2 separate regions of the Neogale vison genome follow, and region 1 is linked to region 2. A link is a contact called in public Hi-C data. All regions are on one chromosome and are shown on one strand. The core of a region is the stretch at or near the end of the contact, and the rest is flanking DNA. Distances in the headings are between cores, read along the strand shown.

Region 1 (6,477 bases), core at 116-2,615, 200 kb after region 2:
CTGCAGATGAAGAAATAGTCTCCGGGAGGGTAAGCTGTCTGCCTAAGGTCACACAGGTAGGAAATGGCAAAGCCGGACTCACAGAAGGTCTTCTGAAACCTTTTGTCGCTTCGGGCTTGGTTACAGGTGGGAAAGAGTGAGATCTGACAACAGAACATATATGGCCATGAAAGCCAGAAGTAAGGGGCACCTCGGTAGTGCAGTCGATTGAGCGACTGGCTCTTGGCTTCAGCTGGGGTTGTGAGATCGAGCCTAGTGTGGAGCCAGGCACTGGGCTCTGTGCTCACCAGGAGTCTGCTGGGGTTTCTCTCTCCCTCTCCCCTGCTTCTCACTCCAGCTTTCTCTCTCTCTCTGAAATAAATAAATCTTTAAAAAAAAAAAAAAAAGAATAATAAGAAGAAAAAAGGCCAGAAGTGTGCTAGAGATGACCTCACAGAGCTGGCCTTACATTCCATCTCCCGTGGTGGGAGTAGAGCCCTGCCCACAGGCCTTGCCCCAGGAAATACCATGAGGACATGTGTCAGTCAGGGCATGTGTCCTGCTGGGTGGAAGGCTGTGCGGGAGAAGTCCATCACTATCAACTAGCCCTAGCTATGTGTTAAGCCCCGCATTAAAATCTCTAAAACGGGGTGCCATTTCTCCCTACTGCACAGACGTTAAGAGGATTGCATGAGGTCACACAGCAACCAGTGGTGAAGTCTATCACCTCCCTGCCTTATATTCCTATCTCACACACCTAGGGCTGAAAGGGCAGCAGCCCAAGCATTCGCTTTCACTAAACACTCGCTTTAAATCACTTGGACGGGGGCCACGGGCGGGGGCAGGCCGCGGGGTGAGGGCACGTGGGCAGAGATGTGGACCCGCAAAGGTGCAGGGGCTGGTGAGGTAGGGATCAGGGCAGTGGGCCCAACCCAGATGCTCCTAAGAACAGGGGCTCGGACACCGGCAAAGGGGGGCACGTCACCCCTCAACATCCATTCTGCAACACCGCCTTCGGTTCCCACCTGGTCTTCGGCTTGGCCACACCCCCGCCGGCCCCTGGCCCCTCAGGTCTGCACCCTTGCCTCCCTGGCCCTCCAATTCTCTGCCTCGGGTTCCTCAGGTCTTTGGTTACTCCCTCCGTTCTTCAGTCCCCCACTCTGCCCCTGAACCCCTTTGGTCTTCCCGTCTCGGCCTCCCTGCCTCCCCAGCCCCCCTATTCCGCACCCTCCGGTTTCTCAGCGCCCCGTTTCACCCCTATATGTCTCAAGTCCCCACCTGAGCCTCACTCCTGCGAGGTCAGCCCCCCGGTCCCATGCCCCGGGCCTCCTCACTCTCGGGACCCCCATGGCCTCACCTGCTACTCCGCCGCTCCCTGCCCAGCGAGCCGCTCCTGGCCGGCCCCGCCCACTTCCCGTCCCCCGCCGCCTCGGGCTCCGCGCAGGCGCAGTCGGGCCGAGGACGGGCGGGGTCGGGCCTCTGCTGCCCCCTGGCGGCCTCGCTGCCCTTTCGTTACCGGTGGAGAAGAGCTGCGCTCCACCCAAAAAGGGTTGCGCGGCGACACGGTCCCCATCCTGGGTTCTGGAGCAAAATGTGTGATCACTGGCGAACTGCTTCCCTTCTCAAGCCTCGGGTGGTTGTGTAGATGGGGAAAGCAATTCCTATCTCACAGCGCCCAGATTTTTTTTTTAAAGATTTTATTTATTTATTTGACAGACAGAGATCACAAGTAGGCAGAGAAAAGAGAGAGGAGGAAGCAGAATCCCCGCTGAGCAGAGAGCCCGATGCGGGGCTTGATCCCAGGACCCTGGGATCACGACGGGAGCTGAAAGCAGAGGCTTTAACCCACTGAGCCATCCAGGTGCCCCCAGCGCCCAGATATTAAGCAACATGTGCTATGGGCAGCTGGTGAACCGCAGAGCAGGCACATACAGACCCAGACTGCCCCAAGGCCGGTGGGCCATCAGGCGATGAGGCACAGTCCCTGGGGGCCCAGCATACTTTTGGCGTTGTGTTCGTGTCTTATTGCTGCTATGACAATTACCACAAACTTACACAAATTTATTATTTACAATTCTGAAGGTCAGAAGCCCGCAAGGGATGATGGGCTGTAAGTCTGAAGTGTTGGTAGGGTGCGTTCCTTTCTGGGGCCTCTAGCCAGGAATTGTTCCTTTGCTTTACTGGTTCCTAAAGACTGCCCATTCCTTGGCTTGCAGCCTCTTCCATGTTCAAAGCCAGGAACATCTGGACAAGTCCTCCTGCTGCCACCTCTCTCGTTTTCTCTTTGGATTCCCTGTTCCATTTTTAAAGACCCTTATGATGCCACTGGGCTGCCCAGATGAGATAGGATAATCTCAGTATTGAAAAGTTAAATGATGGGGTGCCGGAGTGGGTTGAGCCGGAGAATCCTTGGTTTTGGCTCAGGTCATGACCCAGGGGTCCTGGGATCTAGCCCCGCTGGGAGTCTGTTGGAGATTCTTGCCTCTCCCTTCTGCCCGTGGGCACTCTCTCTCTGATGGATAAATCTTTTTTTTTTTTTTAAGATTTTATTTATTATTTGCTAGAGAGAGACACAGTGAGAGAGGGAGCACAAGCAGGGAGAGTGGGAGAGGGAGAAGCAGGCTTCCCGCTGAGCAGGGAGCCCGATGTGGGGCTCTGTCCCAGGACCCTGGGATCATGATCTGAGCTGAAGGCAGCCGCTTAACGACTGAGCCATCCAGGTGCCCCATAGATAGATAAATAAAATAAGATAGATAAATAAGATAGATAAATCAATCTTTAAAAAAAAGTTAGATGTGTAGATATGACACCAACATTCTGTCTGCAACCCTGGTTCTCCTTTGCCATCTAACACACATTCCAGGTATGAAGACCTGGACATCTTTGGAGGGGGCATATTTCTGCCATCATAGATGCCCAGAAGAAATAAATGAGCTAGAAGAAATAAATGAATTTTGAGATCAAAGGACATGCTTTAATATACAGTATTAATATAGTTATCTTTATATTAATACAGTTGTATGGTATAATTAAAAAAATTTAAAACATTTTTATGGAAGGAGGGCCCTCTAAAGCCGTACTGCAGCCCCACCTCCTTGACTTTCAGGCCCACATATGGGGCTCACTCCTTCCCAGGAATCACAGTCTCCGGGATGCTTCACTAACAGGAGGGGTTTAGGGAAGCAACGAACCTTAGAGAACTAGCAGTTGGCTGATGTGAAAGGAAACCATTTCGGGTAGAGGCAAGCCTAGAAGGCAGGGAGTATTTAGGCAGAGAAAGCAGGGTGGGAGAGAGGCGCTGGCTCATGTCGTTCTCCTACTTACACCTTCTTAGATCCCATAACCCCCTGTCAGTGTGATGACCCCAAGCAAGGCTTGAGGTTACTTTTTTTTTTTTTTTTTAAGATTTATTTATTTATTTGACAGATCACAAGTAGGCAGAGAGGCAGGCAGAGAGAGAGGGGGAAGCAGGCTCCCTACCAAGCAGAGAGCCCGATGCGGGGCTCGATCCCAGGACCCTGGGACCATGACCTGAGCCGAAGGCAGAGGCCTTAACCCACTGAGCCACCCAGGTGCCCCTTGAGGTTACTTCTTATGACTTGTCCTACCTTGGGCATGTTCCTTAGCTCATCTGAGCCTGTTTCCTTATCAGGAAAATGCGGACTGTAGCAACCAAGCTATCTCACGGGGTCGTTGTGAGACCCTGCATCAGTGTTTCTTAAAGTCTGTCCAGACTGCCGGCATCAGGATGACTATGGGGTGAAGTTTGAGAACCAGGGCACAGGGGAAGTGGTACTTGGCACAGGCCCTCCTGCACGGTGAAATGGGGTGCCTGTGAAAGCTGGGGTCCCTGCGGGCCTCCTTTGCGAGGGCCTAAATTAGATTCTTTGAAGCACTGATTGCATTCAGTGTTGGTGGCTTAGAGATAACAGCAAAGTGAGGCACTGCCACTTGGCCTGGAGCTGGCCCTTTAGGGGAACTAGGCCAAGGCGTTGCCTGTGAAATGACTTGTGCCCTGTGGCTTCTGGCAACCCCTCCCCTTGTGAATTCCATCACGCCTCAGCTTCTGGCTCTTGGCTTTCACCTTTGTGAAAGGAGTCTTTCCATGTCACCCACTCCACCCAGCTACTGCCTCTGAGCTCTGCCTCTCTTACCCGGCTGCGCCCCTGGCGGAGGTGAGCAGACCACACGGAGCTCCCAAAGTGTTCAGCCTGGGTTTTGCTACTGTCTCTGCCCCCTTTGACAACCCCTTCCTTGTCCCCACATGTCCATTATTCTGAAACCCCATCCCAAACCCTCTACTCCCCCTGACACGACCTCAGGCGTCTGTGGGTGGTCACACCTACCTCCTCCTATCTTCCTGCCCCGCCCCTTCTCACTTTGCCGGACCTATCGTAGACATGGGTCTACACAGGTCTATATGGGGTGGTGACATTGCTCTTGGGTTTTCAAACCATCAGCCATGCTGTGACCTTGGAAAGAAGGGACAAACCCTCACCCCTGACTTTCAGGACTCCCGCTTAGCTTCCCATTGCTGGCAGTGCCGCTTTCTCCAAGGGGGCCCAGGGAGCATCTTGGCCGCTGGTAACTGTAGGTCCGCGGTGGCTTCTCCCATCTAGCAGCCCTGGAAGGTGTGCCGCACTCGACAGAGCAAATGCACATGAGGTACGTAGTGGCGATGTGCACCAGAGTCTCGAAGTGACAGGGATGGATGTTGTCCAGGGCAATTTAGCGGCACAACCAGGCCCTGTTTCCGTGAGTCATGCTCGAAGGCCTAGTCTGAAGGAGTTCTGCCCCCTGCTCCCCCAGAGCAGGTCAGCCTGAAGCTACAGACCTCCTTGACCTCAAGGGCAGAAGGTGCAGTCCTAAGGAGCACAGAAGGCTGTTCCAGCCAGAGCGGGCCTCGTCTCTTCCTGTCCTCCTGGCTCCTGCAGCCTCGCTGGAAGAGTTGAATGCTGTTGGATGATACGAGATGACGGGATCCAAAAGGTAGACTCCAGCTTCGAATGCTAAGGAGATTCACACACAAGGGACAGTTGCAGAGAAAAATGAACAAATCCTTTATGATTAGCCCTGCTTGGGGCTGAAATCTCAGTGCAGGATCCTGGTAAGGAATACGCAGTTTGGGTTTAAAGCCTAAGGTACAGTCTCTGCCCTACCGCAAGCCCCTCTGGCCATCCACCTGGGCTGTGTGTGTGTTTTGTATGTGTGTGTGTGTGTGTGTGTGTGTGTGTGCGTGCACACATGTGTGTGTGACAGAGAGAGAGAGATCCCAGAGCAGAATGGAGTTGGGTCACCCTCTCTTGGAGAAGGCCCTGGGTCCACTAGCTATGTGATGGGCGGGCAGAGAGCCACAGCCCTGTGCCAGGGACATTATCCACTAGCAGATGTGGCCTTGCCGGTGCCCCCCAAGTCTGCTCCTAGCAAGAGGGGAGGTGGGGAGGAACACAAGCATTCCGAGTGCCCCCCCTTCCCCTGGGATACCATCCCACTCAACAGCTTCTGGGGAGTCTGCCCTCAGGTCATGTTGTCATCTCCCCGACTCACTGCATATTTTCTTTGAGCTTCTAGAGTTCTTTCGCAGTGTTCCTGGGACACCTGGGTTGTTTGCTGGGGCCTCCCAAAAGAGGGAGCCTGGAGGGTGCAGCACTGGCTTGGAATGCTGGGCCATCACAAGTTTATTGATGGAAGCTCTTCCCAGAGCCTTGTACATTCCAGTGTGGACTGTGAGCTTGCTACCCAGATAGGGAGTCCACATGCAAAATGTTCCTGATCTGTCCCTCACAGAGGTGTAGTACCATACTGCTTGGAAAGCTGTTCTACCTACCACCTCCCCACAGGGGCTGGAGCAGTAAAGGGGCGTGGGAAGGATGGCAGGTAGGGCACAGCTCACAGGGTGGTTTGGCTGATGGGTTCTTTCCTAAATCGGACAGATGGCTTCTGTCCGACAAATCGCAGACAGCTTCTGCGGGGTCCCTCTGGTTCAGCACAGCACCCACACCCAGCTCCTCCTAGGAAGTGGCTGGCCTGCCTCTGTCTGGGACAATAAGGGCTCATGGGAGAGCAGGAATCAGGACAGGCCCTGGGAGGCCACAAGGGTTGCATGCACCACACACAAGCCTGCTCAGAGCCACCCTCTGACCCCAAACAGTGGGCTGTGGAGATGGCCAAGGTCTGGTGAGGACTTCTTTCAGCCCTGCCTCCTTCCACAGGTGGCCCTCCTATGACATCCACCTGGGAAGACAGGCAGTTGGGGCCCTTCTTTCTTCTTTGCCTTGCTGGGAATGCCTCCTGCAAGGAGGGGACACCTCCTACTTGTGCACAAAGCTACCATGTGTTCCCACACGTACTGAAGTAAGATGTGAGACTTGAACTGGGCTCGATCCCCCTTTCCACACTCGATGGCCTCCCTATGGGCAGCACCGGGCTGTGGGCAGAGCAAGGGTACTCAGGAGGTGTGGGCAAAATGGAGGGAGAGCTGGGGCAAGGATGCTGGGA
Region 2 (6,748 bases), core at 4,073-6,572:
CATTCCACCGTCCCCGTCCTGACTGCCATCCCTGTCGCCACCCAGCAGAGGGGGCCCAGCCAGGGCAACGGCCAGGCCTGGATTTGTGGTTCCGGAGAAGCGTTTTGGGTGGTGTTTCCACTAGGCTTCTAAACTGGGTATCTGCTGGGGCACTGACAAGATCACGGCCAAATTTTCAGGCACCCAGTGCGCAAAATGGGCTTTTACAACATAGAGCTACTGGCGAGTTAGGAGCCTCCGTGAAGTCATAGAAAGGCCGATGGGTCCCGTGAATCATGTTTACTATAGGACATTATGTTTCCCCTGGGTTTGGAGGGCAGCAACCATCCCCCCCACCCCCACAGAAGATATTACTGTGGGGTAATTTTTTGGAGCAAAAACAATATTCTGGATTCCAGAAATGTCTCTCCTAAAATAAAAACGCATAATTATTTTAAGAGAACGTGAATCAGGCCCATGTCCATATGGTGCTGTTACCACACTTCGAAAGACAAAAACAATGAGAAATAAAGACCCAGCCAGGCAGCTCTGACATTTCCGGGATGGCATGGAGGCTCCCGAGGGCCCCACACCCTGGGTCTCCCATTCCCCCTACTCTCCACGCCACCTCCCCACCCTGCCACTACCTGGTGACAGGCTCAGTCCCAGCCCTCTACTTCCCCCAGGAAGGAGGAGGAAGGGAGGCACCAGGCATACAAAGCATTTAGCCAGAGTTCATGGTGGAAGTGGGACCCCAGGTAAGTGGCTCGGGCAGGGACATCCACATCTTCCATGGAAAAGGGAACATGGGGGCTCTGCAGAGACCCCCACCCCCCATCCAGGCCAACACTATTCTAAGTAGCAGACTTCACAAGAACCAGACGAACTGACAGCAACCCTCGGAGGTGGGGATTCTCCTGAGTCCCACTGTGCAGATATGGAAACGGGGGCCCAGAGAGCTTAACTAACCTGCCAAAGTTGCACAGCTAGTAAGCAGTGGATTCAAAGCCAGAGTCTACAACCTGGACAGCTGTGCCTTGCAGACACATGAACCTATGTGAACTTCATTCATCGAAGCAAATTGAAGGGAGTCTGGTAGGTCTTACAACCTACAGATGGGCAAAAATTTTTAAGAAGTTGCTATCACCACTGGCGAGGGCTGGCTGTGCTGCAGCTATCTGGTAACACCTGTCAGCGCTCTTGGGCACACACCCCTGGACCTCAGCTGGGGGCTAGGAAGCACGGGGAAGGTGACTCCCTTTTCACCATTAGCTTTTTGAACAATTTAGATTTTTTTAAAAATATTTATTTATTTATTAGAGCACACAAGCAGGGGGAGTGGCAGGCAGAGGAAGAAGCAGGCTCCCCATTGAGCAAGGAGCCTTATGTGGAACTCGATCCCAGGACCCTGGGATCATGACCTGAGCCGAAGGAGATGCTTAACCAACAGCCATCCAGGCATCCCGGTGACTTTAGATTTTTGATACCGAAGGTATGTACCAACTACTCAAACTCTCTCTCTCTCTCTCAATCTCTCTCTCTCGCTCTTTCTCTCTCTCTCTCTCTCTCTCACACACACACACACACAGAGCAAAGGTGTGGAAAGGCCTGGAGGGATTCATGTCAAAGGGCAATGGCAGGAGGCCAGTTTGCCTTTGGCAGAACCAGCTTCCCTTCACACGCATGGTCTGCCTTCTCACTGGAGTTACAGGATGAAACACTCTTCTCCACACATTTCAGGAACTGCAGGCTTGGTGATCAGTGGACCCACTGGGAGGGGCAAGAAGATTTCCTCAGTCCTACCACCTGTCTGTCTGGCCCCAGATGAAGCCCCACAGCCTCTCCAGAATCCCAGCAGGGGTGTCTGTGCAACTTCAACACCTCATGGCCTAGCTCCTCTGCCCTCCAGGTCCTGGTTTCATCCCTCCACCCCACTGCCTTAGGTTCTGCCTCCACCATCTGTCTCCTGCAAGGCTAATTAATGTGTTTGCACTGAGCCCTTCTTTTCCAACAACCTGTAATACATTCTTTTGTATTTCTCCCACTAGTAACAAAGTTCCCCACAGTCGGGGCCTAGGGACACTTCCTAGCAGAGTTTACTGGCTTGCTTGCTATTGACAGGGGGAAAGACCAAGTTGCTAGCTACACACACACCACTGCCCTTCTCACTTGAAAGGGTGGGACCCAGAAGGCTGATGGAAGCAGGACACACGGCGGGATAAGGACATAATCAAACATTTGAAGGCCTGTGTTGGAGCAAGAGAAGGAAAAACCAGAGATATAAAAAGCAATCGAAGGGGGCCAGTGCTTGAGGGTGAGAATGCCAACACTGGGAAGCCAGGTGACAGCACAAGGGACCCAGGAGGGGAGGTTTGGCAAGAGACAGGCTGCTGGGGGTGAGGGGGGACAAAGCTGCAACAGAGCTTGTCTCAAACTGTGCCCCGTGTTTGGTGGCCAGGGAACCGCAAGCCAAGCTGTTGCCTTATCTGTAAAATGTGGGTAAATTGCGACTCACAAGGTGGTCCAGACAATCGCGTAAGAGGTCGTGTCATCGTTATAGGACAGCAGGACAGAGGGATGGTGAGCGCATCTCCCCACCAGGAGTCCTGGTTCTGGTTCTGAGGCTCTTCAGGAGCCAGATTAAGAGGATGTTCCCCAGGTGGGGACGACACTGTGTTGGCTCCAGGATTTCCATTTCTCTCTCACCAGCAGACAGCTTTTCAGAGGGTTTCTATCACAGAAGGAACAGGGACTTCCTTCCTGAATCCAACCTCTGCTGTCCTCTCCAGAACCCTTAGCCCTCTATGACTTGGTTGTTCAGAACTTTCTCCAACCTTCCCCAAAATCTCATGTCAAGATTTCCACTCCCTAGAGGTTTCGCTGATTAGCAGATCTAACTACTTTTCTACAGATGGAAAACCAAATGAACCTCAAATGAAGAGTCTGAAAGGAAGATTTCCATTGCTGCTGCTTTTTTCTTTTTCAAAGTTTTCATATTTTCTACAAACAGAAGTAAGTCGCTACTAAAGTTACAGCAGGCACCTAGCTGTAACAGAACACATGGAAAAGGCAAAAATCAAAAACCCAGCAAATTGAGGATAGGTGTCATTACGCAGTCTGCTGTGCCCTCACAAATTAAAAGTGATAGCAATAAATAGGCAAAATGGGCTTAGTTAACCAGAGGGCTTTTCTCCCTTTCTTGTGTTTGTGTCGGGGCTCTGAGGCTAACAGAATCTCTTATTCAACTTCGGCAAAGCAGCTTCTTGAAATGCCAATTTTATATCTTCCTGGCATTAAATCCACCCAGGCAGATTCTACTGGCAACTTGACCTCAGCATTTCAAGCACTCCCAGTGGCTGAGGATTGGTTCCCCACGTCAGAACAGCTCTCTACGGCGAAGTGGTTATATACGCTACTGAATAACTAAGAATATTGCCTCTTCATATTCTAGTTTCTCAGTCTCCCGGGGGTGCGGAGGGATACATTCAAACTCTATGGCAGCCCCTCGCCCTCTCCACTCTCTGTCCCTTGACACTAGGTCCTTGTGAAACTTAGGGATGACAGGCAGGAAAATCAGGAAGAGATTTTATAGGAACGCTGCTTCCAATCTAAAGAGCTTTACACATTCCAAGGCTTCAAAATGGTAAGATTTAATGTCTGGACTTAGGGTACAAGAATGTCTCCATTTCAGTTGCTCATGTTGGCAAAGGCACCATGACAGGAGAGGGTCGTTAACACTCGGGAACACTAGGCATGGGGCATACCAGGGCTGTCTGGACTAACCTTGCAACTTTCACAGAAATCTAAAGTTATTACAAAACAAGAAGTTCGTTTAAAAAGCAAAGGCTACGGGGGCTCCTGGATGGCTCAGTCAGTGCAGACTGTGGCTCTTGATCTCAGGGTTGTGAGTTGGAGCCCCACACTGAGTGTAGAGATTACTTAAAGATAAAATCTTTAAAAAAAAAAAAAAAAAGCAAAGGCTATTGCTCAGATTGGTAATTAAGATTATTCAGCTATTTTTTTTCTTAAGTGCCCAGCAGAAGCCAGACTCCGCGCTACAGGTCTGTGGTGGGACAGGATTTCGCTCTGGTCCTACCTCTGAGAGGTTCCTGCAAGGAGAAGACACTCTAACCCTGTGAGATGCAAGGGAAGGGAGCATAAGGGTCCAGGAGAGCTTCAGTATTAGCATTCCTCAAGTGTACCACGACTGTCACCCAAGAACCCGGGGCCAGGGATAAGAGGGAATCAGCGCACAATTACAAAAACTCAATCATCCCAGCATCCAGCACAGCTCCTGGCACCGAGCAGAGGCTGGAGCGTGCACAGGTGTGGGAGAGAGCCAGGCTTGCTCAGGTGAGGCACCTGGAAGAGTTCCCTAGAGGAGGTAAGCCTCCTCTTGAGGCTTGCTTAGTTTAGGAGGGAAGTGGGTGGAAAGAATAACATTCTTGGCAAAGGAAACAACAGGTTAAAGTGTGTGTTCTGGCCAGAAAGAGGAAGAAGAAATGCAACTGAACAAAAAAGCTTGGGGGTGGGGAAACTGAGGTCTTTCCAAAGCCATTATCTTTGCAAAATGAAATTATAGTCTTTTTTTTCCCCCCAATCCTGGAACTCAGCACATTATCTGGACATCAAAGATGTCAATCAGAGGCAGGCCTGGGGGAGGGGGACCCTACTGAGCAGGTTTCCCAAGCTATGGCTCCTGCAAGCTGTGCTTTAAAAAAAAAACAAAAAAAAAAACAAACCTAGTGCTACAAGCAGGGAACTGATACAGAGAACAATTCATTTTAGTCACGATCTTTATGTGGGTAACTCGAAAACATCCCCCTCTTCTAATAAACATTCCTAGGAACCCTCTTTTGTCCTCATTTCACTCCGGGTCGCAACATTTTTTGTTGTTGTTGTTAAAGAGGGAAAAGCCCATTAACAGCAGGCATCTAGTTCATTCTCTCTGTAAATTTTTTTCGTGGCTGAAGTGGGAACGAGGCAGGCAAGGGAAGGAAGAAAGGAGGGCAAAATCAAAGATCAGGCTTTGTGGTCTGCTCCAACACGGAGTGAGCCAAATAACAACAAAAAAATCAAATCAGAACAAAAACATCCACAGGTGCGGCCCGCTCGCGCCCCGCCCGCCGGCCCTGACGCCCAACAGGTGCCTCCGGGCCCCGCCCGCTGTCGCAGGAGCCTCGGGTCGCCACAAAGTAGCCGCCCGCGCAACAGTGTCCAGGCCCGCCCGTACTCACGGCCGCTCGGCGGTCCGCGCCCCGGCCCGCAGCGCCCATCCGGCCCGGGCCCCGGTTAGCGCGGGCTCGGCTCTCAGGCGGCGCCGGCGCGGCCCGGGACGCGCTGCGGCCGTTGGCGCCTCCGCAGGGCGCGAGGCATCCTCCCGCCGCCGCCCCGCGGGCCGCCTGCCCTTTGTTTTGGAGCCGCGGCCCCGCCGCGCCGCCGTTAACGGCCTCGGAACGCGGCGTCGGCCAATCAGCGCGCCCCCCCGCCCGCGCTCCGCCCCGTGCCCCGCCCCTCTCGCGCGTTCCCTCCCCGCGCGCTCCGCGCCCCGGAGCTGGACCCGCTCGCACTCGACCGGGCTGGGCGGGGGCGCACGTGCCGCGGGGCGCGCCACGCTCCCATTGGCCGGCCTGCCGAGCGCGGCCTCGGAGCCAGCCTATGAGAGTTGAAGGGCCTGGGGGCGGGACCCTGCGCGGAGGGGCGGGCCCTGGGGCGGGCTCAAAGAGGATCGCAGTGCGCAAGCGCGGTCTGTCCTGAGCTTGGGTGTTCAGCCCACGGTCTTCGCCCGCAGGCTTCTCCCGCGGTGGGGAGCCCGTGCGCCACTCGGTCTCTCCGCACGCCTGGGTCGGCTCATGGACGTGAGGGCCGCAGCTTCCGGGGCCGAAGCGGGGCTCATGGGTCGGCCGTGCGCAGGACTTGGGCTTCCCTGGCCGGACCACTCGCAGACTCGGTTCCCAGAATACGGGGTCCTCCGCGCTCGCCCACTCCATCCTCCCCGAACGCTCCAAGTCACTCTGCCTGAGAACCTCTGCATCTGGCTCTCTGTTCCAGATCGGATTCGACAGGAAGCTCCATCCTCCACGTGGCCCTCCTGGCCCCCCAGGCAGCCCACATCTTCATGTCCACACCCCATCCCTCTATGACTCTCAAGTCATTATTTTTTTGGCCCCACAACTTTCCACTATAGGTTGTTTCTTAAGTTACATAATTTTTTAAAAACCACAGTGTTGAGGTCACAATGTATATAACATTTTAATAAATGTTAGCCTTCTTTAGATCTTGTTTCTTTTTTGCAATGCAGTGTATATGTAAAGATCTCTTAGCGTCTTTGGATGTGCATCTGATTTATTACCGTACTTAGAAGGTCTCTGGATACTATCCATTTGTCAGAACTCAGCCATTCTCCTGGCAATGTCTCCAGCTCCCCCTCTTTTACAAACCTGGCTGCAAAGTGGGAACTCATGATTGTTTTTAAGATGCACTTTTCAGAGGAGTGTTAGCATCTCTTCATTAACTGTTAAGTCTTTCATAGCTTCTATTTCCAACTTTCAGATCTTCAGTTTGCAACTGAGTGTAGGGGGCTCATTTCTCTTGTAAATTTTAGAGATTCCTTAGATTGTCTTAAATATTATGCTTTTGTTGTTTTTGCTACAGCAAGTATCTTAGCCAGTCCTCTATTGAAAAAAATCCTAATTTTTATGTGAGTCAACGTTTATGTAATTTTGTATCTTGCTTTGAGAAGGGGCATTTTACTCTTACTGCAGTTTTT

The links. Hi-C and Micro-C count contacts between places; a contact is called where the count stands out from the background.
Region 1: a Hi-C map of muscle shows a contact between it and region 2, with 6 times the contacts expected there. The contact joins the promoter of PPM1F here to the promoter of YPEL1 in region 2. A contact is called at or near these places in 2 of 3 Hi-C or Micro-C datasets (fibroblasts and muscle).

Annotation. Positions count from the first base shown.
Region 1 is chr3:213,665,328-213,671,804 of ASM_NN_V1, forward strand. PPM1F (protein phosphatase 1F) reads right to left here and starts at 1,366. Exons shown (of 9, transcript XM_044243784.1): 1 at 1,337-1,366; 2 at 1-143.
Region 2 is chr3:213,465,437-213,472,184 of ASM_NN_V1, forward strand. YPEL1 (protein yippee-like 1) reads right to left here and starts at 5,323. Exons shown (of 5, transcript XM_044243780.1): 1 at 5,217-5,323.